Linked DNA regions of Sus scrofa: all the other regions are linked to region 2. A link is a contact called in public HiChIP or PLAC-seq and promoter capture Hi-C data. All regions are on one chromosome and are shown on one strand. Each heading gives the region's core, a stretch centred on a gene start, on an enhancer-like site or on the middle of the called end of the contact. The rest is flanking DNA. Distances are from core to core; before and after follow the strand shown.

Region 1 (2,973 bases), core at 373-2,872, 220 kb after region 2:
ATGCTTATGTCATCAATTATATCTGTGTATTCTTCTAAAAATATAAACAAAAGCATAGTAACATACCATTCAGCACTTAGAAAACATTTTCCATATCACTTGGAGGTGCACATCAGTACAGAAAGTTCTGCCTAATTTTTCAAATCACCACATACATTTTATTTTATGGAATTATTATTTAAGAGGTCATCTTAAATAAGAGTGGATGAACATTTATGTTGTTTACGGTTTTATTTTTTCTTCCCATTTTAACATTTCAAGTAATGCTCACATACCCTTGTATATATTTTCCTGTGCACACAGGCCACTAATGCTAGAAATGTGGGCTAGAAATGTAGCAAAGGCTACGTGCTTTTTTTTTTTTTTTCCAGCTGTGCCTGGGCATGCAGAAGTTCCCAGGCCACAACCATAACCAGACCCACAGCAGAGACAATGCTGGATCCTTAACTTGCTGAGCCATGAGGGAACTCCAAGGCTATAGTACATTTTTAATACAGAAAGTCACTGCCCAATTTCCTTCCAAGAAGTTGCACTAATTTACAGCGAATGGGAATGCTTCTTTATATTCTTAAAGGACTGCCCAGGAGTTCCTGCTGTGGTGCAACAGGATCAGTGGTGTCTTGGGAACGCTGGGATGCAGGTTCGATCCCTGGCTTGGCACAATGCGTTAAGGATCCCATGTTGCAAAGTTCCCGTCGTGGCTCAGCGGTAATGAACCCGACTAGTACCCGTGGGGATTCAGGTTCAATCCCTGGCCTCCTTCAGTGGGTTAAAGGATCCGGCGTTGCCAGTGAGCTGTGGCATAGCTCACAGAGGCCGCTCAGATCCCCAGTTGCTGTGGCTGTGGTATAGGTCAGCAGCCGCAGCTCCCATTCAACCCCAGACCTAGGTACCTCCATGTGCCACAGGTGCCACCCTAAAAAGCAGGGGGGGAAAAAAAAAAAAAAAAAAGGAGCCCATTTTCCATAACTGTGGCTTAGGTCACAGCCGTGGCTTAGGTCTCAACTGTGGCTCCGGATCTGATCCATGGCCTAGGAACTCCATACGCTGCGGGGCAGCCAAAAAAGGAAAAAAAAAAGGACTGTCCAGTCTGCCCATCATCTCATAGGAACATTACAACACTCTCAGGGGAGAAAGGGGAGCCATTACAACTACCACTGTTTGGGAAATTAGGAGGCCGAAGCCCAGAGAACTGGATTTCCGATAGAAGCGGAATGATGCTCGGTTTCTAGAGCTCAGTCCCGAGCCCTAACTCGGGAGTGGAGAAGGTGGTTCCCGGACAATCAACCCTCTGGGTGCGGAAGCCGGAGGGAGGGTCAGGACGACCCCTGCTCACGGGGTGCCGATTCAACTCCCACGGGATGCAGGAGCCTCTCAGGAGCTGGAGCGGCCGCCCCGCCCCGGCTGGGACACCTGCGCGACCGGAGCGGGCATCTCTCGGGCAGCCCGTCCCTCCCGGGCCAGCTCCCACCTCCGCATCGTTGTCCCTCCGTCGGGCCCGGCTCGGCCCGGGCTGGGGGGGTCCCCTCGTTAGAAGGTTTTCAAACCGCAAAAGTGAACGAGCCGAAGAGGCCGTGACCTCCCTCCCCCTTCTTTACCCCGCCCCCCGACGCCTCAGAGCCGGGGCCGCAGAAGGAACTACGTTTCGGGCGGGCCTCCGCGGCCTCTCCTATGCGGGTAGAGCCCGGAAAGGGCCCAGCAGGGCCAGGGAACCCGGCGCCTCTGCCCGGACCGCGGCGCTGCGGCGCCACCTCGCGCCTGTTCGTCTGCCGCCGGGCCACAGCCCGGAAACCACACTTCCCAGCCTGCCTAGCGCGTCCGCGCAGGCGCGAAGAGCCTCTTTTTTTCGTTACCATGGGAACGTCCCGCTCCCGGGTCCCGGTGGTTGGACCCTGTGGAGCGTCAAGCTGTTGCTCACCCTCAGGTGCCCTGGCGTCAGGTCCGGGTCAGCCGACTGCTGAGCGGGCAGAGCGGCAGCCTGGGGAGAGGAGACCCAGTGCTTCTAAATGCTCGGTGCCGGGCGTCCGCGCGCTCCTGGGGCCTCGGCGTTCGGAGGCGAAGGGGCCGGGGAGGCCCGGGTTGGCGAGGCCACGTCCGGCTCTGGCCTGCGCGGCCCCGCTCGTTCCACGCCAGCGCTTGCCACCCCCGGCCGAGGGCGGGCGCGCCGCCGACAGGCACTCCCGGGGCGCAGGCCGGTGAGTTGATGATTGCAGGGAGCGCCGGGCCGGATAACGAGCGCGCCCGGGGTTGGCCCCATTTCTGCCCCTGGTGGATCCGAGACCCGGGGCTCAGCCCTCTGGGCGTTCCCTCCCCCTTGTGTAAAATGGAGTTTGGATCGGAACCTTGTTTCCGTGGCAGAGCCGCCCCTGGCTCTGTGTGACCTGAGGGGCAAGCCCAAGTTCCCCTCTTTGAAAGTGAGGAGGTTGAAACAAATGATCCCTAAGATCTCTCCTGGCGGATATGGTGTCCTTGCCCTCAGTGCACACCAAGTGCGAGAAGAAAAAAAGGGACCTGGATGATTGGAGCAAGAATCTCAGCTCAGGGGAGTTCCCATCGTGGCGCAGTGGTTAACGAATCCGACTAGGAACCATGAGGTTGCGGGTTCGGTCCCTGCCCTTGCTCAGTGGGTTAACGATCTGGCATTGCCGTGAGCTGTGGTGTAGGTCGCAGACGCGGCTCGGATCCCGCGTTGCTGTGGCTCTGGCTGTGGCTCTGGCGTAGGCCGGTGGCTACAGCTCCGATTCGACCCCTAGCCTGGGAACCTCCATATGCCGCAGGAGCGGCCCAAGAAATAGCAACAACAACAACAAAAAAAGACAAAAAGACAAAAAAAAAAAAAAAAAAAAAAAAAAAAAAAAAAAAAAAAAGAATCTCAGCTCAGGATCTGTAGTCAGAGACACTTGAGTAGGTGACTTTGGGTAAAGTTACTGCTTCTCTTGAGCCTCAGTGTCCTTCTTGGCAAAATGGGGGTAG
Region 2 (2,711 bases), core at 64-2,563:
AATCGGAGCCTACACCACAGCCACAGCAACGCCAGATCCAAGCTGCATCTGCAACCTACACCTCAGGTCATGGCAATGCCGGATCCTTAACCCACTGATCGAGGCCGGGGATCCAACCCGCAACCTCATGGTTCCTAGTTGGATCATTTCTGCTGCTCCACGACGGGAACTCCTAAAATAGATATTTCAATCCAGGCTGCTAACAGGGGTAGGAGGTCAGGTGGTAGTAAGTCCCCAGGGCAGTTCTGCATTTATTCCTGGCATCTAGATGGTTCCACCATCAAGGCCCTGTTTAACCCTCAGCCTCACCCTAACCCAACCTCAGCCATCATGGCAGGAAAGATCTGCGCCCTGCCCCTCTGCACAGCCCCCTCATGGCCCCATACCTTGCACATGTTTCTCCCTCCATTTGGAACCCTCTTCCCTTCCCCCATCTCACCACGTCTCACATTTTCCTCAAGACTCTGGGCCCTCTTCTCAGAAGGGTTTCCTGACCACCTTCAGCCCTGGCGAGGAGCCCGGCTTCCCGACTCCCGTCTGCTGCCTGTCCCCACCACCACCACCGGGGCCCTTACCACACGGGCATCCAGCCTGTCTCCCATTCTAGGCCGTGGGAGAGACCCCGGTGGGAGACTTGGACTTCAATGGTTCAGGGTCCCCAGGTCCTGGGCACAGAGCCACCAGTGTTGGTTAAGTCCTAAGAATCACTCACACATGGCATCGCCAGCTGTGAGCCAGACCTGCTCTAAGCCCTGCACACATGGAAGGTTCCATGGCTTTCCCCAGATCATGCCCCGGCAGAGGTGAGACCCACCTGTAGTGAGACTTCCTGGTGTGGCTGGGGGCGGGTGGCAGTGCCAGTGACTAACCCATACTGGTGTGCCCTCCCCGCATGCCCTGGAACACCACGGGGACTGTGCTGTGCTCTGTCTCCAGAGCTGCGGAGCAGATGCACCTTCATTCATTCAGTCAGTCAATCAAAAATCACTAGCTCCGCTGGCTGCTCCACCTAGACTGGGCCGTAGGGCCCCAGCGCGGCCTGCGGAGCTAGTAGACCAGCAGGGCTGATCCGCGCTTCCCTGCTCCCCGGGAAGTGGGCCCAGAGCCCCCTCTTCCCCTTCCACAGCATCGCTGCCCGGCTACTTTCCTCCCATCAGATGGGCGTGCGCCGGGTCCCCCGCCGTGGCCTCCGCGCTGGCACACAGCAGGGGCGGTAGGGGCTCTGGGGCTCTGGGGCTGCCCGGGGCCTGGGACCCGAGGGGCCGGGCCTCTCACCTGGGCCGCCCGCCGCCGCCCGCACTTCCTCCCGCCGCCCCGCCCCTTCCACATTCCTGCCCCGCCGGCCCCAGCTCGCCGCTCTCGGCGCCGGCCCTCCGCTGCCCCGCGATGAAGGCGGCCCGGGCCGAGCGCGAGGAGGTCAAGGTGGTCCTGGTGGGCGACGGCGGCTGCGGGAAGACGTCGCTGCTGATGGTCTTCGCCGAAGGCGCCTTCCCCGAGGTGAGCGGCAGCCCCTCGGGGCGCAGCGGGGCGCGCGGCCTGGGCGCATCCTTCCCCCCCACCCCACCCCCCGACGGGCTCGGGTCCTGCCTCCCAGCGGAGCGTGGGCTCCAAGGCCATTCTTGCTCTGCCATCGGGAGTGAAGGCCTCCGTGAGATCGTCTGTCAAGTGCCAAGAACGGCACTGCCAGGGGGGGTGTCCCAGGGACGGACCTAGGCCACCTGGGGACTCAGGGAGCCCTTGGTGGCCCAGCACGGCTAAGAGGGACGGCCGGCTCTGGAGCCAGGCCGCCTGGCTTCAGATCATGACTCTGCCACTTAAAGCTGTGTGACCTGCGGCCCGCCCCTTACCCTCTCTGTGCCTGTTTCCTTAAACCGTGCCACAGGAGTAATGATGGCGCCCACCTCCCAGGGTCGCTGTGCGGAATGGGTTCTTATAGGTCAGAGGCCAGCTCTGAGCTGCAACAGAAAGGACTCACTGAGAGGCAGCACAAGTTTTTCTGGAGAAACATCACTTCTCCCAACTCCTGCCCCGGCCGTGGGTGTCCCTTGGGCTCAGCCTTGGAGGGGAAGAGCACATGGGCTCGCCAGGCAGCTGGGTTGGCACCTCAGCCTCTCTAACAAACCCCGGGGGCCTCGGTACCTCGCTCAGCCTCTGGAGCCTCCCTTTCCTCACTCGACCTCGGGGGGAGGAGCGACCAGAGGGTGGGGGTGAGGTGGAATGAAGGTAAGGCTGAGAGAGCCCCTGGGTACCTGGCACATCCTTGATGCCTGGGCTCTGGATTGTCCTGGGCTGTGGACTGTCAGCCCTTCTCCAGCATGTTCATTGGCTCTCCAGGCAGACTGGCCGGCACCAGGACAGGGGCTGGACCACCCACCACCCACACTGCCTGCCCCCACCCCCTCAGCCCAGTTCTCCTGGGAGTCCCTGGATCTGCTTCCCGTATGACCTCTTCCCCCCCGCTGCCCCCATCCTGGCTCAGCATCCTTCGAACCCCTGGGGTGGTGCAGCGCTGGGGAATTGGATGGAGGAGGCAGGAGAGGCCAGGCCTGGTAACGGTGTCAGCCTTTCTTTCCACTGTGGCAGCATCAAGCCGACTCTTGCTTTGTGGTTTTGGGAGCTGACGTCACGTCCTTTGGCCGGTCACAGATTTTTTTTTTTTAGTTGGGGGAGGGCTGTGTTTCCAGGCCCCCAGATGGTCCCTGTGAGAACCA
Region 3 (2,700 bases), core at 44-2,543, 180 kb after region 2:
TTTTTGTCTTTTCGCCATTTCTTGGGCCGCTCCTGCAGCACATGGAGGTTCCCAGGCTAGGGGTCTAATCAGAGCCGTAGCCACCACCCTATGCCACAGCTCATGGCAACGCCGGATAATTAACCCACTGAGCAAGGCCAGGGACCGAACCCGAAACCTCATGGTTCCTAGTCGGATTCGTTAACCACTGCGCCACGACGGGAACTCACCATGTTCAGAGTTTTTGATGTTGGGTCTAGAACCCTGGTCTGCAGTGAATGGCCCACATCTGGGTCTGGGCCCTGCTCTCAAGTCCAGGGTTTAGGGTCATGATAGCGGTCTGAGTCTGAGGGTGGGATCAAGGTTGGGGTCAGCAACCAAGGTGGGATGGAGGTCGTGGTCCGTGGGTGGCATCAAGTGTTTGAGGTCATGGTCCACAATCTGGGTCTGGGGTCAGTGGTAGGGTCTGGATGTGAAGGGCGGGGGGGTGGGCTCAGAGTGTTGATCCCAGGCCATGGTCAGAGTCTGAGGTGGTGGTCCAAGGTCTAGGTCTGAGGTCCTGTTCGGAGTCTGGGGTCAGGAATGTTATCCGGGTCTGCGGTGCGATTTCCGACTGTGTCCAAGGTCAGGGGTCAGGGGTTACAGCCAGGCTCTGAGACCCAAGTCCCTGGGATTACGTTCTGAAACGCCAGTCTGCGGTCCCGGCCATGGCCTCTTGTGGAGTCTGGGATCCGAGCTGCGGTCCAGGTCTGGGTCTGGGGGCTTCTTCGGGCCAGGTCCCTGCCGTGTTCCACGTCCGGGGTCAGGGTCTCGGCTGAAGGTTGGGGTCCGAGATCCGAGGCCACGGGGCGGAGCTGAGACGGGGTCCGGGTGGCCCCGGGGGTCAGTCTCAGGCCACCCGCGCGGCCTCCAGGGGGCGCCGCCGCCCGGCCGCCCGGCCCCTCGCGGGCTCGCTGGCGCTGTGCGCGGCAGGCGGGGCCGGAGGCGGCGGCGGCTCCGGGGCGCGGGTGGCGGCGGCGGCGGCGGCGGCGGTGGCGGTGGCGGCGGCGGCGGCGGCGGCGGCCCGACTGCAGTCCCGGCGGGAGCGGAGCGAGCCGGGGCCGGGCCCGAGCCGGCGCCATGGGGCGGCGCCGCCTGTGAGCCGCGGCGAGCGGAGCCGCGGGCGCCCAGCGGGGCCAGGCGGGCGGCGGCGCCCGAGGCCGACGGAGCGGCCGGGCCGGGCCGAGCGCGCCGAGCGGAGCGGAGCGGAGCCGAGCGGCGGGAGAGGCCGCCGCCGCCGCCAAGATGGCGGACCTGGAGGCGGTGCTGGCCGACGTGAGCTACCTGATGGCCATGGAGAAGAGCAAGGCCACGCCGGCCGCGCGCGCCAGCAAGAAGATCCTGCTGCCCGAGCCCAGGTGAGGCGGGCGCCGGCCCCGCGCCCCGCGGCCCCAGACCCCCGGGCACTGGCCCCGGGACCCCTTCTGCCCCCGGCGCCCCGGGCCTGTGCACCTGAACCCGGCGCGCCCCAGCGCCGGGCTTGCCAGCTCCCCTGGCTCCCCGACCCGCCCGGTGCCCCCTGCCCCACTGTGCCTCCCTCTCCCGTCACACACTCTGCCTGGCCCCGGTCTCTGTCGGCCCCAGGGGCTCCCTGCTCCCCTTCATTCTCCTCGGGTAGCCCTGGGTCCCCTCCCCTGCCTGCCCCATCTGCCTGGCCGGACTCTTCCTCCCTTCGTTCCGCTGCCCCTGCTCCCAGCACCCGCCCCCCGGGTGCCACTGCCCCCACCCTGGCCCCCTCGGGTGGACACTTGCCTGAGGTTTGGGGGATACTGGGTCTTCCCCATTCTTCGGGTGGGTCGTTGGCTTGGGGTGGGGTTTGAATTCGGCTTTAGGGGCTGGGGCGGTGGTGGGGAGCAGGGTACGGTGTGCGCCCCATCCCATTAAGACACCATCTGTCCCTCTCCCCGCGAATTCGTCCTCCGGCAGGCCCTGCTTGCGGTGCCCTGTGGGTGCCATTTGCCAGGGGACGTCCCGGCACCCCTGCAGCAGCTGGACCACGGCTGCCACCTCTCTGTGAGACAACTGATGACATTGCACCTGATATCAAAGTTTAAACTGTTCAGGATTTAGGGACAGGAACAGACAGGATACAGGCAGTAGCTCAGGCTGTCCAGTGTTTTATGGCTTCTAGAGTATTTTCCCATTGTTTGAGCGTCAAGCAGCCCATGGGTGGGTAGAACCAGTGTGGAACAGGTGGGGAAGCCGAAGGCCCAGATGGGAGTAGCCTGCTCAGTGTCACAGGTAGTCCAGGGTGGTGCCTGGCTGCCAGATCAGGGCTTCCGGCTGCTGGTTCCACAATGTGGCCACCCTTCTGGCCTGAGCGGGGACCTGTTATTCTGCAACTGCAAGAGCCACGGGCCTACCACCAGTCCCAGCAACTCCTCTATCTCTGCCTGGGAGTTGCCATGCTGAGGCCCAGCCGGCCCAGCCGGCCCAGGAGCCTGGGCCCCTCTGAGCTGTCATGGTCTTATCATGTGACTTTGGGCAAGTCCCTTCCCATTTCAGGGCCTCAGTGTTCTCATCTGTGAAACGCGGTGGGTGCGAAATAAGGACTGTGACCGTGGCATCCTGAGTGTCTGAAGCAGGGCCCAAAGCTGCGGGGCCAGCATCTCCGGTCCCCTCCACTGGGCCCTGTTTGCTGGCTTTCGAATTGACTGAACACCAGGCCTGGGAGAGGAAAAT
Region 4 (2,756 bases), core at 206-2,705, 240 kb after region 2:
TCCTGCCAAACTTCACAGCAGAGCTGAGCCAAGGGGCAGCAACTGGCACTGGCTTACGTCCTTAGGTTCTCAAGTAGCAGGCAGAGGTCTTAGGTGATGCTTCAAAGGGGGTAGAAGTGCCAGAGGCTGTGCCGGGGATGTGGGTGGAGGGAGAAACCAGAATCACTTAAGTCTCTTGATCTCATCTCACCAGCCCGGTCCTTGGCCAACCCCTCAGCACTAAAGAGTCCCTTGGGCCCTAGGAGAACCCCTCCTCCACCATTAGCTCAGAGATAAGAATTATTAAAGCGAGCTTCTGCTTCCTGAGCCATGCAACTTGTAGAACCTTCTCTCCTGCCCAGCAAGGACCTCCAAGGTTTCCCCTATTTCTCCCTCAGGTCAGAATAGCTCCCATCATGGGAGAGGGGTGCAGGCTGGTGGCGTCTGGAGAAGTCCCTGGCTCCCCTGAAAGCCCTCCCAAGCCTGTCTCTGACCTGCACTGGAAGCGGGGATCCCCGGGGTGAGTCTGCAGCACCTGGCGCACTTCTGGCGGTGGCGCCAGGCCCATCTGCTCTGCCCGATGCCAGCGCTGCAGCCGTGTGATCCCTGCCGGGTGTAGAGAAGACAGTGGGGGCTCGTGGGGAGCAGAAAAGAGTCCCTGCTAGAGGATGTGTGTGGAGGGGTGTGTCGGGACCTCCACACCCCCAGTCTCTGGAGACAGTGCCCAGAGGGTCAGGCAGGGGCTGGGGCTGCTTGAGACACGTGTGGGTGGCTGGACTGGCTCCAGAATGTGCTCTCCGGGCTTGAGGGACTCTCACCTGTGCAGGGCCCATACTGCCAGGCCAGGTCAAACTGCCTCAGCAGCTCCAGCTCCGCTTCATCCACGCTCGGGGGCGGGGGCTCGGGCTCTTCCTCTGCAATGACATGCCACTCCTCAGGCCTGCCCAGGCTTGTCCCCTGCCCCTCACCTCACAGCTGACCCACTGTTCCCCAGCCCTCACCACCCCTCTGCCTCTGCTGTCCGCTGCCAGGCCTGATGTAGGACACAGAGGACACACTTCACTTCCCCGGCCATTGCCCACGTCCTCTCAGGTCCCTCGCACCCATCCTCCCACCCCCCCCACACCTCAGAGACCTAGCTTCAGTGCCAGCTCCCCCTTGCTGTGCCCAGCGGGGCCCTCCCTCCTCTTCACTACTGGGTAGGAGTCAGTGATGAGCCGCTTCCGGCCCATGGCGGCCACCCAGGCAGGCGGAGAAGGAGGCGACTGCGGGGAAGAAGAGACAGGCCAGCGGGCACGAAAGAGACAGCTGCTGAGAGAGGGAGAGAGGGCTGGGGCCAGAGAGCGAGCCTGGGGCCAGCGACGGGTGGGCAGACAGATGACCCAGACCGGCAGAAAGGAAGTCCGAGGGTTCCAGGAATGACGCCTCTCCCCCACCCCCACAAGCATGCAAACAGCAAGGACCTCAGCCAATGGCAGGCCGCCTCGGCGGGGCGGGGCCTGGCTCCAGCCAATGGCGGGTGGCGCGGGCAGAGGGGGCGGGGCACCTGATGCAGCTGTGTTCTGGGGGGAGCAGGGGTGAGGCCGGGGTGGGGGACCTGTCACGACGCCCCAGACAGCACCACCTCCCCCTGCCCCACCCCCCCACTGGTCTGCAGTGGGTCTCGGGGGACTAACCGAGCGTTATCCTCAGCCTCTCACTTCCCGTTTTCCCTTCCTAGGCAAATGTTCTTTCAGCCTCGCTAATCCCCGTGGCCGGTTTGTAACTCCCCAGACTTCCACTCCCGCCCCTTGGCCCGCAGTGCGTTGTGGGGGCAGGTCTGGAGGTCCGGAGAGAGTCTGGGCTAATCCAGACCCCTTCCCTGCTCCCACCCCTCCCCCAACCGGCCCCTGGAGACCTGGCTGGAGAAGCCCGGGGGTTCTGAAATCTCCTTTCTCACGGTTGGCACCCAAGGACACTGCCCACACTTGGTCTAGGCAAGTGCTCTCTCTCCTGGGGTCCCACAGCCTGCCTCTGCCCACCCTCCTTGTCAGCAAGATTCCACACTGCTCAGGAGGCCAGATGTGTTTGGATTCCCAGTCCTTCATCAGTAAACTCTTTCCCAGTGTGAGAGTAGGAGCAGAAAATACCAGCAGTGAACCTGACACTTATGTGGCTCTTACAGTGTGCCGGGTGCTGTTCTAGGCACTTTCCCACTTAGTCACGCAACAAAAACAAACAGGAATGGTTCTTGAAAGTAGGAAGTGCTGATAGCCACAGGCATTATGGGGCCCCAGTGAAACCCCAGGAGCTCACAGGCTAAAGGGCAAGCAGATGGACTTACAGATCACAGTGCAAAGATAAAAGTCCTAACACACAGGTGAAGGGGGAAGGGTGGGTCAGAAATAAGTTGGCCCACAAGTCGGCTTAGCCCTGGAAGACCTCCTGGAGGAGGTGGGCTGCTGTGAACAGTATCTCTCAATTCTCCATCCATGACCTTTGTCCCTTGGGTTCCTCTCCTCGCTGACTCACCCCTAAACCCGCCTCCTCCTCGCCAACTTCCTGGCAGCAGGCAAAAGTGCTGGCCAGTGGGAGCCTGGGAATCAGAGCAGGGACCGGGCCAGCTCGACCTGCCCTCTCAAGAGCCCATCCACTCTTCCTTGCAGGGGTGCAGGGGCTGCCCAGAGGCTTCTGCCTTCACTGTCTCCCACTGCTCTGGGGTCTGGGGCTCTGCCTGCGCAGGAGAGGGAGGAGCAAGAACAGGCCGCTTCTTCAGGGCCTCCTCCCCCGGCTCTCCC

The links. Promoter capture Hi-C pulls out the DNA fragments that hold promoters and counts their contacts. HiChIP or PLAC-seq counts read pairs in DNA pulled down with a chosen protein or histone mark.
Region 1: a promoter capture Hi-C map of fetal liver shows a contact between it and region 2, with 2.4 times the contacts expected there. The contact joins the promoter of LOC110259234 here to the promoter of RHOD in region 2. A contact is called at or near these places in 1 of 5 promoter capture datasets (fetal liver), 4 of 47 Hi-C or Micro-C datasets (blood, heart right ventricle, liver and 1 more) and 1 of 2 datasets of contacts at active chromatin or transcription factors (alveolar macrophages).
Region 3: an H3K27ac HiChIP or PLAC-seq map of alveolar macrophages shows a contact between it and region 2, with 7 times the contacts expected there. The contact joins the promoter of GRK2 here to the promoter of RHOD in region 2. A contact is called at or near these places in 4 of 5 promoter capture datasets (fetal liver, fetal skeletal muscle and liver), 1 of 47 Hi-C or Micro-C datasets (embryonic fibroblasts) and 2 of 2 datasets of contacts at active chromatin or transcription factors (alveolar macrophages and skeletal muscle).
Region 4: an H3K27ac HiChIP or PLAC-seq map of alveolar macrophages shows a contact between it and region 2. The contact joins the promoter of POLD4 here to the promoter of RHOD in region 2. A contact is called at or near these places in 1 of 5 promoter capture datasets (liver) and 1 of 2 datasets of contacts at active chromatin or transcription factors (alveolar macrophages).

What each region holds. Positions count from the first base shown.
Region 1 is chr2:5,180,284-5,183,256 of Sscrofa11.1, reverse strand. LOC110259234 reads left to right here and starts at 1,622. Exons shown (of 3, transcript XM_021082762.1): 1 at 1,622-2,195. The coding sequence starts at 1,672.
Region 2 is chr2:5,402,816-5,405,526 of Sscrofa11.1, reverse strand. It overlaps RHOD (rho-related GTP-binding protein RhoD), which reads left to right and starts at 1,313. Exons shown (of 5, transcript XM_003353748.5): 1 at 1,313-1,497. The coding sequence starts at 1,387.
Region 3 is chr2:5,226,008-5,228,707 of Sscrofa11.1, reverse strand. GRK2 (G protein-coupled receptor kinase 2) reads left to right here and starts at 1,293. Exons shown (of 21, transcript NM_001244878.1): 1 at 1,293-1,376. The coding sequence starts at 1,306.
Region 4 is chr2:5,159,605-5,162,360 of Sscrofa11.1, reverse strand. POLD4 (DNA polymerase delta subunit 4) reads right to left here and starts at 1,455. Exons shown (of 4, transcript XM_005660637.3): 1 at 1,115-1,455; 2 at 798-893; 3 at 474-585; 4 at 1-126. The coding sequence starts at 1,427. The coding sequence ends at 102. All of the region lies in intron 2 of LOC110259234, which reads left to right.